Regions from separate parts of the Zea mays genome. Here region 2 is linked to region 1. A link is a contact called in public Hi-C data. All regions are on one chromosome and are shown on one strand. Each heading gives the region's core, a stretch centred on a gene start, on an enhancer-like site or on the middle of the called end of the contact. The rest is flanking DNA. Distances are from core to core; before and after follow the strand shown. Region 1 holds the start of LOC100284896 (phosphatidate cytidylyltransferase). Region 2 holds the start of LOC100303816 (UDP-glucose 4-epimerase 4).

Region 1 (4,974 bases), core at 1,464-3,963:
ACTCCTCCTCACTCCTCCCTTCCACGGGAGTTTTCCTTCCACGACGCCGCCGCTCCCACTCCTCTGTCTCCTCTTTGCTCGCTCCTCCGAGAGCACTCTTCCTCCGATGGCGACTCCGGCGAGAGGGAAGAAACGGCTGGTCCTCGACGTCGATGTCGAGGTCGACAGTGAGGTCGAAGTGGCTTCCGCCTTCAGCCGATTATCTGTTTCAATCGTTGCCAAGCGTACAGGCGACGGTTGCGGCTTGGAGCACTCCACCGCCAAAGAGCACACCACCGGCAAGGAACTCACCTGCGCGGCCACATCAGGTACCTCTTTCTGTCGTCAAGGAGCACTCCCCCAGCAGCAGACCCCTTCTGTCGTCAATCACTGCTCGCCACCTCGTTCAGTGTCGGTAAGGGTTGTACTAAGTTCAATACTATGCAGTACTACTCGTTCAATTCCAACAGCAATTTTTGTGGTTTCGCAGATAACCCGATTTGAAACAGTTCGTAGTGACCTCGCCCAAGCCATTGCAAAGATGCATGTAGTTGGGAAGGAGTTGAAAGATTTGGCCGGAGACGAGATTATGGATTCGCCAGATACGGCCAAAAAGGTGTTAGTGAACTTCGCAATGTGGCGCGTGTATGAGCTTGCTCAGTCACTTGAGGACGAAGCACATCGTTTAGAAGATCTCGAAGCTGGTCCGTCGCCAGCATTATCTGAGTCACTCCTGCTGCACAACATTACCTCCCTGGCGCAACATCAGCTGTGTTTCAGTAGAAACTTCAGTTCTTCCGGGGTCATCTTGTGTGTTGTCATCTTGATGTTCAGCTGATTTGGTCATATTTTTTGGAAACCATTGTTTTGTGGTATTTTTTCGAGGTTTCCTTTTCCTGAAAAACACCAAAAATAACATTATGAAGTCAACAAAGTAATCATTAAGAGAGGATTTAAAGCTTCAATTAAAATGAAATTGCTAGCCTTTTTTGGACCCATTAAGTGGGCATTTTGGACTGGCCTTCCTATGACCGAGTTGGCCATAGTTCGGGCATTTAATTTTTCCTCTAAGTAGCTTCTTCTCATTTTCCTCTTCAGGTATGGACTATTTCTTCTTTGCAGCACCACCTTCTAGGCAACTTTTAATTCGATTTTTCCTTTGTCGCCCAACACTCCTCTTACCAATAGGTGCATTCACTTCATCGGCTAGGGACACTTTTGGCCAAAAGGACTTGTCGCCCGCACTTTCAATCCTTCATACATAAGCCTTTTTAAATTTGTCAACAGAAAAGTAGTCTCTACAAAGTGCTCCATTCCAACTTCTCGCATTTGTTGCGCTATAATGACCACTAGGCCGTGCTGGCGCGGGCAGACGACAGCGCTGGCAGCTGGTAGCAGGGGGTGGCGCGGGCAGCTGCTGGTAGCCGACTGCGTGACCACCTGGTGGCGAGTCTCCCTGGTGGCAGACGGCGGCGCACACTCTGTTTTCTGGTGGCAGGAGTTCTCTCGCGCAAGAACACTCGAACTCCGGTTAGGGGTAGATTAGTATGAAGGGGTACACAACCTGCATGAAGAGCAATAAAACAGACGTTAACAGAGCGCGGGACATTAACTGTCCCAATCTGGCGCGGCTGTGATCTCCAGAATACCAAAATGGCGATACGCAGCTGCGGAGTAATAGAGTAGCGAAGCCGCACGACGAGAACGTTATAAACTCAAATAACTCATCTATGAGCGGGCGTGTTCTATTCGTGAGACAGAAAGAACGATTCGGTTCTGAAAGAAAAACAGGTGGCACATTCTCATTCATTATTCCAATCTTGTTGAGGGTATTACATAATTAACCATATAAAAGCTGATTTTAAGTGTGAGAGGTCAGCTTCTTGTTTTTTTTAAAAAAAACTAGGAAACCAGTTTTTTTTTGAAACTGGACAAAAAATACTTTTAGCTTTTAAAAACCCGTCTGTAAGGAACTGAGTGGTTCCATAAACGGGTTTTAGAGCAGCTCGAATATTTCTCTAAAAAAGCTTCCTAAACTTTGATTAGCAATTTGTCAAATAGCTATTGGTAAAAAACAAATTGGTCTCTAATAGTTCCTAATATTTAGAGATTAGTTTAGCTTTGCTCGTCACACCTAACTGGCGGCGTGGATGAGAGCAGAAGGCGTCGACGGTGGAGGAGAAGGTCGATCGGCGCAACATGTGAGGTATTAAGGGAGCGGCATGACCTATGAGACAGCGGTAGTCCGACGATGGAGGAGAAACTTATGTCACACGCATTGGATCTGGCTGTCTCACTGTACGGAAAAGAAAAAAAGATCGTGTCAGAGATGGCTACCTCGCTAAGCAGGAAAGGAGGAAAATAAGCAAGAAATGTGAAGAAATCAACGTCAATTGCAGTGCCTGTTAGGTTGTTAAACTTAAAGAGTAAACAAGGTTAGATAATAAGTAATTAAATTTAGCAAATATATTTAGAGAACTATTAGAGAAGTATTTTTTATATATTTTTTAAATTTTAAATTTAAGATTTATGGAGTTATTTGGAAAATAATTGGAGTTGCTCTTAAACGATTTGAACCACTCTACCTTGCGCGTGTACGTGTAAGCCTGTGTCGACGGCTTTGACCGAACAGCTCCACGTCTGGGCCCTCTCTCTACCACACATAATTGAAGGGTTTGCCGTTCGGAGGACGGTGATCCCTGTCTGTTTCTGTTTCTCTCTAGAGATCCCATACCGCCGCCAGCCCGCCGCTGTGCCTCATCGCCGGCGACGGCGCAGAACAACCCAGCCGATCAGCCGTCCTCACATCGAAGTCTCCATACACCAGTGGCATCGCCCCCATATTTCGCCCGTTGCATTGAACTACTGCAGAGTGGAGATCCGTCTATCCATGACCCACCCAGCAGGCCCTGGATCGATCTGTCATTCTCTTGGTAATTAACCCACGCTTGCTCGGAGGAACGCTGCAGGGCACAAGAAATGCAGAGGGATGCCGGCTCCGGCGACCGGACGCCGGGCACCCCGAGCCCGACGCACGGTGGCCGGCTCAGGCACCGGAAGCGCTCCAACGAGGTGATCGGTTCTACCGTGTATCCGTAGTTCTATACAGAGATGACTTTCTGTTCCTGGCTGTAGAGGTGGAGGACTCGCATTCATTGCGCATCGTTGTTGTTATTGTTTAGGTCCCCAGCGACGTGAACACGACTAATGGCGCCAACCTGCTCTTAAACGACCAGAACAAGTACAAGTCGATGCTAGTTCGTACCTACTCCTCACTGTGGATGATGGCCGGGGTCGTGTTCTTGATATATATGGGCCATCTCTACATCTGGGCCATGGTGGTGGTCGTCCAAATCTTCATGGCAAAGGAGCTCTTCAACCTTCTCCGCAAGGCCAATGAGGACCGGCAGCTCCCAGGGTTCAGGATGCTCAACTGGTGAGGTGGTGGTAGGATATATGGCTGATCGATGCATTGGATGACCTGGCGTTTACAATTTTAATCTGTGATGTGACAGGCATTTTTTCTTTACTGCGATGCTGTTTACCTACGGGCGCTTCCTTAGCCATCAGCTTGTTAACACGATGACTTCAGATAAGTTGTTGTACAAGCTGGTGAGCAGGCTCATCAAGTACCAGATGTTTATTTGCTACTTTCTTTACATAGCAGGTAACTGTGGCAAAAAAATTTTGTTCCCAAATAAGGGTCATGAAATGTACAAGTTTACATCATAGGTCAGTTCAATATTTTAATAGTTCTTGATTTGATAGGCTGGCATTGGACCCAGGGAGTTCAGTCTGACAACGACATTTGGTCCATTTCCCTTTTGGTAGATGTGTTTAGAAATGTAGGCCGGAGAAGTAGTGCCATCAAACCTCCTCAAACGGGACTTTGCTTAGTGAGTTTTTTAGAGTGACAAGGAACAGTTCTTCCTTCATTCTCCAGTTCATAATGTTTTTTTAGTTGATTTTGTTTATTGAGTAAAGGTGGTTTTATTGTGTTTATATTTATTGAGTGATGGTGGTTGGGAAGGCTGTATATGATGTGACTGTACAATGCAATATAATCCTCTATGTTGTTCCCATTAAGTTTGGGTCCTTAAGCACTTAAGTTTTATAGCACATAAATTCGTAAGCTGTTTTTTTTACAAAAAAATGAGGCAAATGCATTCTCATAAAGTTTGAAAATTGCTTGCTTATTGCCACCATAGTAATTTATTTATTTTCTAGGTTTTGTTTGGTTTATTATCACACTAAAGAAAAAGACATACAAGTACCAGTTCAGTCAATATGCATGGACTCACATGATCCTTCTCATGGTATTTGCCCAGTCATCTTTCACTGTGGCAAACATTTTTGATGGAATATTCTGGTAAGCTTCTACTTTACAGCATGCTTTAATGCTTTGATCTGATAGTGTAATCTGGATGCCAGTGGTATGCTTGTCTGATATAGATAGGAATACCAGCTTAGGAGCCTGAAGTGTTGTTTACACCCTATAGTCATGAGTACATGAAGTTTTTGACAAACAAAACAAAGCATGGCATGTATTCATGACTGAAGGGAATACTAATTTATATTTTATGCTTGTGTTAGTAATTTTGCTCATACAATTTTGTTGATGACTTAAACTTAATGAGGCCTATAAGTGATTAGCTGCAAAGTTACTAGTTTAAAGACTTAAAGAGTGATTATTCTTTCATGAAGTACAAAGAGTTCATGAACCAAGAACAAGCTGAATGATTATGGTGATGTTCATAACTAGGTATGGATCCAAAACAATATTAATACAGGCTATTCTGTTTGTGTAACTCTTTATTTTTGTGATCTGTCAAGTGCCAATGGAATGCAGCATCGACTTAGCTTGTGTAAAGAAGAGGGAATAACATTTTATCTGCTTTTGTAACGATCTATTTTTAAGATCTTCATACCTACCTATTGATTTGTGCTTTACTCCATTTATTATCATTTAGTTTTGCATACATGTTGAGACTGTGC
Region 2 (4,974 bases), core at 636-3,135, 370 kb after region 1:
ACCGGATTTAAAGCCGCGATTGAGTATTTAGTGGTCAATTTAGGTATATTAGTCTTGTTTAATGTTATATGCTATATGTGAAGATGTTATATGCTATATGTGAAGATGAAACTCGTAGCTCAAGTCAAGTTTAGGCATTTAGTGGTCAATTTCGGTTTCATTTCCTGTCCAAGATGGAATCCGTGGATCAAGTAGCTTCAGTTCTTCTAATAAGTATCCGTCTGGACAAGACTCAATCTAGAACCCTTAGCTCCAGTTCTTCTGTATGTGTTCTTAAGATTTATTGATCAGAAGAAAAGTTCAACACATGGTGAGGTGCACATGTAATACACAAACACCAAACACACATACCAGTATGTTTTTTTGCTTTGTCAATAAGTATTTGTTTGCCGTTCTTGTTTTCTCGCTAGTGTATCTCATATTTTTTGTATAGACCTACCACTATGACAGATTAGAACACTATCACGATACTTCCAACATGCCTAAGTACTATCACTATGACTCGAGCTGAACATGTGAGTATTGTGAAATAAGTCGACCTATGTGTCGTTGCCTCGTTGGAGAGTTGTAAAAGAACTTGTATTTGAGTATTGCGAAGTTCGCTGGTTGTTTGTTGTATGAGAACTGGAATTTGTGGTAGCATATGTATGTTATATGTTATTTTGGTGAACACATATCGTATGGATCAATTAATATTTACTGTTCAATGTGAACTGAGCAAATTACAAATAAATCTTATCAAAAAATTTCATTTTTTCTGTAAAAAACAGCAAAACCGGTTTATTTCGCGGTTAACCGGTGGTCTAGAGCGGTTTTTCGCTGGTTTTTCACCGGTAAACCGTTTCAAATTTAAATTGATTTGAATTGGTCAAACCGGTCGGTTTTTACCGGTTTCCAAACGGTTAATCGGCGTTACCGGTGGGTAGCGGTTTTTGTAGACTAAACGGTTTACAACCAAACAAAAGCGACAAATCCAAAATTTCAACAGAATCTGCAGTACTGATTATATCATCCTCCAATATGTTTACAACTTATGAATTTATTCCAATACAGATCAGCTAAATATCAATCTGAGTATTTTTTTCCTATTCCCAAGTAAAGTCTGAGCAAGTTAACCAAACTCCCACCACCACCATTTTATGTATATCAAACAGTCAAATAAACCGTGCAAAAAATACAGGCGGCAGGGCCCTATAAAAGCAGTTCGAGACATCGACTCAACTCGACAAATCACGCAGAAAAGGGAAGCCCAAGAAGCCTACCCAGCCCAGCCAGAAAGCAACGCATCAATACCTTTGGTGGCTAATCATCACGCTTAAACGCTTAAATCTAAATTTTCCTACGAAGCCTACGTAAGCCCCACCAATGATGGCCCAAAACATTACCTCCAAGGCTCCAACGTGGCCAACATAATCAATACTAACAGTACGCCAAAATAATCACCACACCAACAGCACGTTGGAGTAAACTCCGCGTGCATGTATTACAGAAATACAAATCGGCGCGCGTGATCGACACGAAGGGCTCTCGGTCTCGGCTACATTGAGGGGCAGACAGCGAACGTGCTTACTGGAGCAATTACCTTATGGAACGCGAGGTTTTTAGCGTGTTCCCCCGCAAGCGAGCGCAGGCGACGGATCACGAGCTCTGAGGAGTTGGCGAGGCTATCGACGACGACGACGCGGAAGCCCGCGGTGAGCAGCTGTAGCACGGCGTGGCTACCGATGTAGCCTGCCCCGCCCGTCACCAACACCGCCCTGCTACTCGGCCCCGCCTCCTTCGCCGCAGACATCTCCTCCACCCCCGCGACCCTCCTCCTCTCCGTCTCGCTCTCTCTGTCTAGTGGCCCGGTGCTTGCGGATCTGCGGGATGAGACGACGACCAAGTGGCCGAATGGGAGGGAAGGAGGCGTGGACGAGACGAGAGGTGGAGGCGAGGAGTGGGGAAGGAGAGGAGAGAGAGAGAATCGAGGAAGAGGAAGAAATTTGAATCCGCCCGGGATTGCCGCACGCCCAACGACGTCACGCCGGGCCCGCGCGCTCCTGAACCGCCGGGACCACTGCCACGTGTCCGCCTGTGGGGCTGATGGAGGTGTCGGTGATGTTTTTTTTTTTGGGGAGGGGTTGAAAACTGGACATAGGAGTAGAGGTATTTCTCTCAGATACAGAATAGTTAAAATTCGAGACGGATACAAGATGGAACCAGATAATAAATCAGAAGGGAAATAAACAGATGTCAGATATTAATTGGATAGATAATGGATAATTGTCGGATAATTTGTCTCAATGATATTAGTTGACTAACCGTTCAACAAACAAATAAAATAAAAATTACATAATTATACACATGATAGCTTAAATATAGAAAAATAAATCGATAAAATTGACATCATGCATGCAGTTTTAAGTTACTATTTATAAGGACATTACAGAACCAACAACACAATTTAAAAAAAACAAATCGTCAACATATCCTCTTATAGACATAATCAAAAAGTCCACAAGTATATAACAAATAGTAGATAGTTGACATAATTAACATGTTCAGGTGTTCAACACTTTCACATCACAAAATAAAAAAAACAAAACATAATTTATAGTCATTTGATCATATCTAGTCTTGGGATATCTAACCTCTCAAGAGAATGATAATGATACACTTTGTAGAAGGAGTGTATATATATAGTACAGCTAGGATATCTAATCAAGCAATTTCTACCTCGTGTTGCAATTTTTATGTTTGGATGAGGTTCTAAAATTCGGGCTACGAGCAAAAATAATCTTTATTGTTTCTTGGATTATGTGCTTGTGTGATAGAACTAGGGGTGGTAATGGATTGTGATCCAAATGTTTCTTCACGATTCCTTAGAGTCCTAAATTAATGTTAGTTAAAAAATAAATAGAAATAGAACCTAATTCTAACTCGATCCATAAATTTTATAGTGTAAAATTTAGATTCCATTGTCATCCCTAGATACAACCCTTTAGAATCAGAGTGTTAGGATGAAATTCCAGGATTTTAAGATTTTTTATATGTTGATCCTTAAAATTATTACGCATTCGAAGCGTTTGTTTCTATTGTTTTACATTTGTCCCTGCCTCCCCGGCCCCCTGCCCCGCCACGACAGACCTCCTTGGTCCCCTCCCTCACCTTCACCGCCTCCTCGACGCTCGTGCCTCCGACAAGGATCTCGAGGGGCTCATGGCCGGCGTCGAGGCGCTCAAGACTCCATCTAGGACCACAGCATGTTGTCTTCTCCATACACGCGCTACTTCAACGAGGCGGACGAGGAGCTGATGCGCAGCCTCGTCTAGGTCAATGTCGAGAGTGTCACGTGGATCACGAACGATGTGTTGCCAGGCATGGTTGAGACTCAAGAGGAAGTGTGGTGCCATTATCAACATAGGCTCCAGCGCTGCCACCTCTGATGTGCCTTCCTATTTGCACTATTTTGTCTACGTCGCCACCAAAGCCACAATACTAATAAGTGTTTTCCTCGTGTCTCTCTAGCTAAATCGATAAGGTTATGTTCGTTTGAGCCAGAATTCACCCTGAAATTGTTCCAGTTGATCAAACTCTATATGAATTAGACAAATAATCTGGCTAGCAAGGGCTACGGGTAACCATTCCTTAGGAACCGAACAGGCCCTAATGGTATAGGTAGGTATACTGTAAAATCAGAAAAAAAAAGCTACAAGCATTCCACCATGGCTACACAACCATATATATTCCTAGGTTTGAAGATATTTTATTTTTCTTAATAAATCCATTTTTAAAATTAATATAATTCCAGAAAAAGGCTAAAATCGTATATAATGTCCAAAAAATATCTCGAAGGCTCCAAAAAAATCTAGGAAAATTCTTAGACGTGATTTGGCACCTAATAAACTCAAAAAACATATTTAGAGCTTTTGAAAATGATTTTAAGTACCTCAAATAAATAGATTTTGGTTCTCAAAAAACTAGAAAAATATTCAGAAAAATATAAAAAATTACCAGAAACTTCTACAAGATATATTAACATGTTTCAAACACTTTTTGCACTTAGAAACATTATGCAGCAGCATGGATGCAACAACCAAATCACCACTAGGGCTCACTTCACTATATAACAAAATAACTCTCCATTATTTTAGAAAAGGCAAAGAAAGGAGAGAGTAACATCTGAATTTTGAGTATAGAGCAAAGAAATTTTTATACCCCAAAATTCAGGGTATTACATCAATCAAGCAAACTCATCATTTCTGATATGACCATAGCATCCACAAAGGTAATATGTGTGAGGTAAAGAAAACTTGTCCTTCGGACAAGCTTTGTTAAGATAAGTGAAGTCGATGCATATTCTCTATTTTCTACTTGGCTTATTCACCGTGACAATGTTTTCCATCCATTCAAGGTAATCAATTTCACCTATAACCCTAGCACTGAGAAGCATTTTGACTTCAGTTCTATCTCCTTCAAACCTATCTTTAGATATGTTTCTAAGCTTCTGCTTTCTTGGCTAAATCTTTAAGACAAAACTAAGGTTGTGCTCGGTTATGCTTCTATTGACACCACATAAATCACTTGCTGGCTAAGCAAACACATCTTTATTGTTTAATAGAAATCCTTTTCAACTAGTCTTCTTGTTCTTTGGATAACTGGGTGCTGAAGAGGACTTTCTGATCAACTAAGTCATCACATAAGAGCACATCATTCAACTAGTCCAAAGGTGAGGGTTTTCTCTTTGACTTTTGGTTCCTTCTAACCCCCACTTTGTTATGCTTCATCAATGTTATGCACTATTCTTTGACCCTTCTCGTGTCCTCTTGGCTTTCATAAATTAAAATGACTTCGATAGGCCCTGACATCTTCATGCAAAGATAGACTGAATGCACTATGGCTTCGAAGGCATTCAATGTGCCCCTTCCCAATATGACATTATATGGATAATTCATTTTGACAATATCAAATATAAATTTTTTTATGTTGGGT

Evidence for each region. A called contact is a pair of places that touch in the nucleus more often than the background predicts.
Region 2: a Hi-C map of ear shows a contact between it and region 1, with 2.0 times the contacts expected there. The contact joins the promoter of LOC100303816 here to the promoter of LOC100284896 in region 1. A contact is called at or near these places in 2 of 25 Hi-C or Micro-C datasets (ear and tassel).

Annotation. Positions count from the first base shown.
Region 1 is chr2:179,485,909-179,490,882 of Zm-B73-REFERENCE-NAM-5.0, forward strand. LOC100284896 (phosphatidate cytidylyltransferase) reads left to right here and starts at 2,714. Exons shown (of 11, transcript NM_001157791.1): 1 at 2,714-3,051; 2 at 3,162-3,415; 3 at 3,495-3,646; 4 at 4,207-4,348. The coding sequence starts at 2,959.
Region 2 is chr2:179,857,875-179,862,848 of Zm-B73-REFERENCE-NAM-5.0, forward strand. It overlaps LOC100303816 (UDP-glucose 4-epimerase 4), which reads right to left and starts at 1,886. Exons shown (of 9, transcript NM_001165446.1): 1 at 1,583-1,886. The coding sequence starts at 1,792.